Linked DNA regions of Mus musculus: region 1 is linked to region 2. The links are chromatin contacts, called in public promoter capture Hi-C maps. All regions are on one chromosome and are shown on one strand. The core of a region is the stretch at or near the end of the contact, and the rest is flanking DNA. Distances in the headings are between cores, read along the strand shown.

Region 1 (2,700 bases), core at 61-2,560, 3.2 Mb before region 2:
GAGTGGGCTTCGAAAAGGTGTAGATGAGAGCTCAAGATAGGGCAGGCAGTGGAGCTGCCTCAGGATAGGTTTGGAGGTAATGCCACTGAAGAAATGGGAACAAGTACTTGTAGAAAAATGAAGTCTTGTTTGTGAATTTATTCAGTGAAGAAAGCGGAGAAATAGAGTACCCATTGAAGGTAATTTTGGATCCAGAGGAAGCATAAATTTAAGTAAGGAATTTTGGTTATGTTTATATGCTGATGAAAATGATTCCTTGAAGAAAGGGGGTTGGAACTATAAAGATACTGGAGTAAAACATGTGGGCATGTGGGAGTGAAATAATCCAGGTCACTGGTCAGGACCTGGCCTTCTTGAATTCAGAGTAACCCAAATGTTAAGAGGATTTTGATAGTAAAAAGTTGATCAGTTAAAAAAGGCTGGGGTTTTGAAGGAAGCTTTTAGTAGATAGGAGTAAGTCTAAATATCAATGTAGGTGAAGAAAACCCTTCTGGGATTAAGCACACCCCACCCCCCCCAATCCATTTTTCTCTTGGTGAGCCTTTTAATCTCTATGCTGTTCATCACCATTAGTAATTATATCTTAATAGTTCACAGATCTGTACCCCATGAGCGACAGGTCAGGGATCTTCTCTAATTTCTGACTACCCAGGGTGACGCGATGAATAAATGTCTTCAGAATTTGCCTTAGCTACTACTGTTAAATGCTGTTTAGGAGAGTCCCTTTTTCCCCTCAGAGCTTTTATTTCGGAAAAGATACCATGGGAATGATATATATATATATATATATATTTTTTTTTTTTTTTCTTTTTTGGCCTAACTGCCTCATCATGAGGATCTGCGTAAACCCAGAAACGCTTCGTCAAATTCTCCTTAGACAAAACTGACTAATTGGCTAGTTGTGATCGACCGGCAGCTGGGTAGGGTACAGGTGCAGAACGCATCTTGCGCATGGGGGCGCGCCGTGGCTTCAGTCAACTGGGGCTCAGAGGGCAGCCGAAGGATGAGACTGAGGCCAACACCTCCCCAGATGTGGCCTCTTCCCTGGGCGCTACTGGCTCGGCCAGTGTGGGGGCGGGGAGGCCGAGGGGGTAGTAACTGTCAAACTCCCGCTTGGCGCCATTATTTAAATAGTGCGTGTGGGTCTCGCAGCTGTGCGTGCCCGGGGCGGGGCAGCGAGCTCCTGGAGTGGGGCGGAGGCCAGGGGCGGAGCGGGAAGGCTGAGGGGCGGGGTGGAGGCGGAGTCAAGTCCGCTAGAGGGGAGGTTCCAGCGCGGCCCCCGGCGAGCTTCATTGCGCTTGCGCTGACAGACGCAAGATGGCGGACAGTGCGGAACTAAAGGTAAAGCGCAGCTCGAATTCACTTCTAATATTCGGCCGCGGAGACGGCGCCGCGGCTGCCGGGGGGATGGGTCGGACCCTGGGGGGCCCGCTCGGGCCGGGCTCCACCCGAGTCTGGAGTTGTAGGCGGGAGAGGCGCTCCGGGCCTTAGTGGAGGGGGCCTGGCTGCGGCGGGCCGTGGGCCCCGGGTGCCTCGGGGGCGCTGACGGGTCGTCCCCGGCGTGTTATTGTTGTGGGCGCCTCTGGCGGGGGTGGCGGGGCGAAGAGAGAGTGAGTCGGGACGTGGCGGCAGCGGCGGTCCCCGGGGCCTGGGTGCCTTACCTTGCAGCCCGCCTCCCCCCCCCCCCCCCATGGGCAGCCAGGGGGTGGGGGGGTGTAGGCTGCTCTGGGAAGAGGGGGATCGGGAAAACTGCCCCGCTGCCGCTTCCTCTTCCTCTTTCGCCGTCCCGGGCTCCTGTCAGGCGCAGCGCTCGGACCCCCGGGAACTTGGCTCCGGCCGCCCCGCCCCTCCGCGGCGCCCAGGCGCCCCCGCCTCGCTTGCCGCCGCTGCCCGCCCGCCTGTCAATGGGTGCCCGGCCAGAGGGAATGCGCGATCCCGGGGCAATCGGCTAGGGAATACGAGGGAGAAGCTCTTGGAAAGTTTAGCGAGCCCGGAGCCGGCGTTGGGGGTTCGGCTAAAGGGTTGCAGGGGGAGTCTGCCCGGGCGGGACGTTACTGTTTCTCTCTTGATTTCGGGCCACCGGGGAGGGTGTGTGTGTGGTGGTGGGGAGCAACCCATTGAAAGAGTGTGCTTTTGGGAGCGGTGGTGGGGATGCAGCCACCTCTCTGCACTCTTGCTGTCTCTGGTGTGGCAGATGAGAGCAGCCTTGGGGGTCTCTAAACACACCATGATGGCGATGCTATAGCTGATGGAGGTGAATGGTTCGTGTTTATATCCCCCGTTGCCTTTTGTTTGTTAGGGACATCTTGCTGGCCATGTTGATTTAAACGAAATTCTCCTCCCACCCACCCCCCATCCCACCCCAACCTCCAATAAATAGAACGTTCCATCGTTCCTCTCAACTGTACCAATTACTCATGCCTCGCGAAATTAGATGAAAGGGTGCCCCCTTTCCCCCGCTTTTTCTCCCACCCCAATCTTTACCTGATGATGGCTCCTTTACTGAAGCACATATACCACTACACAAGCAGTTGGGGGAGGGCTGGTGGAACCCTTATGATTGGATTGTGACAAATGGGTCTCTGCTTGAATAATTCTGGTTTAGTAGCAGGCAGGCAGTTCTTAACTAACGCATATTATTTAGAGGCTCTGAACATGGTATTCCCTTCTCTGGCTTCCTGTGTGCGAACCAAACAGCTG
Region 2 (2,739 bases), core at 228-2,727:
TCCAAACATGGGTCTCAGTCTGACTCCTTAAAATCCAATGGAGTGAATATACTGGACTATGTAAATAACCCCTTCGAGTTTTCCTGGAAACTTCTTTTCAACCAAAGATCCCGATTGGTTAGAAATCAGGTAACAAGGTTTGCTTAAGAGGTCTTCTAGAGAAACTACACCAGGGCGGGGGGGGGGGGGGTGTGAGGGGGCGATCCAGCACTCTGATGGTGATTTGAAGGGCTAACCGGAGACCTACTAGGTAAGAGCATCATGACATTGGGCTATCTGAAAGCTCGTATGGGTAGGGGGAAAACCTAGCAAACCTGACTGGAAGTAAGCTGCGTGAGGGTCCCTATGAAAGCTCGGGTAGCGATGACTCGTAGGATACCCAAAGATCTGGGACGTAGCAATGCATTAGGAAGCAGTAGTGGCCTTGGTTCCCAGACAAGGATCCGCTCCGACATAACGGTGTCTAGAGGTTCCAGTCAGAGTCCTAAAGAGGGTCTAAAGAGGTTCTAGCAGGAGGTGGAAGGGGGCCAGTGACAGAAGCGCCGCGGCTACTGGTGGACAGAATGGTGTCTGGTCAATGAAAGGTACGGGAGAGTCGAGTCTGGGGGTGGAATCCCGGCGGTACTCCGGCGATTGCTAGGCTTTAGGGGCAGAGCTGCTGGCGGGGCGTCTCCGCCGGGGCGGGGCGGGGCAGCCCTCCGGGAGCCAAAGAGCCGAGCGGGAGACGTGGGCCGGGCCAGGCCAGGCGGCAGGGCCGCTGGGTGCTGGGGCGGGTCTTACCTCTGGCTGCGCCGCGGTGGCCACCACAGCCCCTTCCTCTTCGGCGGTAGCCGCTTCCCCAGCTCGGTTTCCAGGGTCAGAAGGAGAAAGCAGAGGCCGAGGCCGCCGGGGGGTAGGAGGGTTCCGCGAGGGTGGGCCCAGTCGCCTCAGGGTCCGAGAGAGCGGCGGCCGCGCATCCCCCGCCCTGTCAGAGAGACTCCGCCCGGACTGGGCAGGCACATCCCCCGCCGCACCCCGCCCAGAGAGCACGCGTTGGAAGCTAAACCGCGGTCCCTGCTTTTGCCCGGGGACCGGTATCTCCGCCGCAGTCCCTCCCCGTCCTGCCAGGACTTTCCGACGGCCACCGCCAACTGCCTCTGCGTCCCCAGTCCTCTCAGGCCTGCGCGCCCCCGACCCCGCTCACGCGGCCCCGCCCCGCGCGGCTCTCCAGCAGCAGCCGAGCAGGCGCGCGCGCACTTACCTCCCACGCCCCCTGCTGCCAAGCCCCGGACAGCCCCGCCCGGCCCCGCCTCCGCACGTGACGCTGCTGGAGCGGGCTGCCTGCGCTTGCGCGGACACGCCTATTTTCCACCCTCCGAATGGCCCCGCCTCCCCATTCCTTCTTCACTTTACGGCAGGGCTGAGACCTCCGTGTTAGATTCTCGATTACTACATAAAAACGTCGTAAGGTTGGAAAGGCAAACTCTGGGATTACGACCTTAAGTCTCACTTTCCGGCCAGTACAGAGCTCCCTGAAGGCTGGTTGGGTTGGTGAGGCCTGAGGAATAGGTAAGACGCCTCCTCCCTACTTAGGTTTGTCTCAGTTTTTGGAAGCAGTGGATCGCTTTGCGCTCCACGCAGACTCTAGTGTGTCCGAGCCCCTTCCTCATTCTGCAGCTGGATTCTCAGCGCCGCCCCTTTTCCACACACGCACGCCCCTCCCCCCACTTGTTCCCGCCCCCGTGGCCAAGTATTTCTTTCCATTCATTCCACAGACTTTTCACTGAGTTGTTTCTATGCTGTAAAATCCAGAATATTAGAAGAAAATGAAAAAATATCCGCTCTTTTGAAGTGCTGTGATGTAGGAAACAAAGAATCCGCAATGGTAACACAGTAAAATAACACGGGATGAGCTGAACACAAACGGGGGAGTGGGGGGGGGGGGGTCCTTGATTGCAGAAGAGGACTTTTCCCAAATGACTTTCAGGCCTGTGGAGAACTCGTGTTAAAACCTTGGTGGACCGAAACTGGCCAGAAAGAAAATGGGAGTAGAGAAAGGCTAGTACAAAGGCATGTGACAAACAACCTAAGAGTAAAAAGCAAGAGGATTGGCATATACCTAGTAAAAACCGCGCAGGTAGACTTCCATTTGAAACAACTAGACTATGTGGCGAGTGAATTTAAGGCCAATCTTGATCACAAGGCGGGGGAAACTTAACTATAACAAGTGCAAGAAATAATCAGATGCAGGTGCAAAGGCTGTTTTTGAAGATGGCTGATTGCCTGGGATGGCTGGCCTGTTAGCTCCTGAAAGAATAAGGCAGCTAGATCTCCAAGTGGGAAGCCAGTCTGAGCCAATTTTAAAAAAAAAAAAAAAAAAAAAAAAAAAAGCAGATATGGTAGTACACGCCGAGTTTCAGGCTAGCAGGGGATACATAGTGAAACCTTGCCTCAAAGAATAAAGTGAAGTTTAGCTCAGTGAGTAGAACAAGCACTAGATTCTGGGCTCTGGGTCAGTCCTGACTTGGGGAGGTCGGGGCGTGATGGGTGAGTGAAGGGTGAGCCATGGAACCTGAAAGTGAATGACTAAGGGTGAGGAGGGGTAGAGAAGAGAAAAACAGCAGGAGAACACGAGCTTGTCCGTCCATTAGAATCACCTAGGATGCTTTTTTTTTTTTCTTTTTTTAAGTAAAACTAATACCCCTCCAACAAACTATAGCTCACTAGATGACTAATGTTAAGGGTAGAGTCCAGCAAGCT

The links. Promoter capture Hi-C pulls out the DNA fragments that hold promoters and counts their contacts.
Region 1: a contact with region 2 is called in a promoter capture Hi-C map of erythroid cells, with 17 times the contacts expected there. The contact joins the promoter of Pias1 here to the promoter of Senp8 in region 2. A contact is called at or near these places in 2 of 39 promoter capture datasets (erythroid cells and pre-B cells).

What each region holds. Positions count from the first base shown.
Region 1 is chr9:62,979,489-62,982,188 of GRCm38.p6, reverse strand. Pias1 (protein inhibitor of activated STAT 1) reads left to right here and starts at 1,310. Exons shown (of 14, transcript NM_019663.3): 1 at 1,310-1,341. The coding sequence starts at 1,318. It overlaps Gm35574 (a long non-coding RNA gene), which reads right to left and starts at 1,675. Exons shown (of 6, transcript XR_379535.2): 1 at 1,662-1,675.
Region 2 is chr9:59,749,387-59,752,125 of GRCm38.p6, reverse strand. It overlaps Senp8 (SUMO/sentrin specific peptidase 8), which reads left to right and starts at 1,477. Exons shown (of 2, transcript NM_027838.3): 1 at 1,477-1,548. It overlaps Myo9a (myosin IXa), which reads right to left and starts at 952. Exons shown (of 44, transcript NM_173018.2): 1 at 781-952.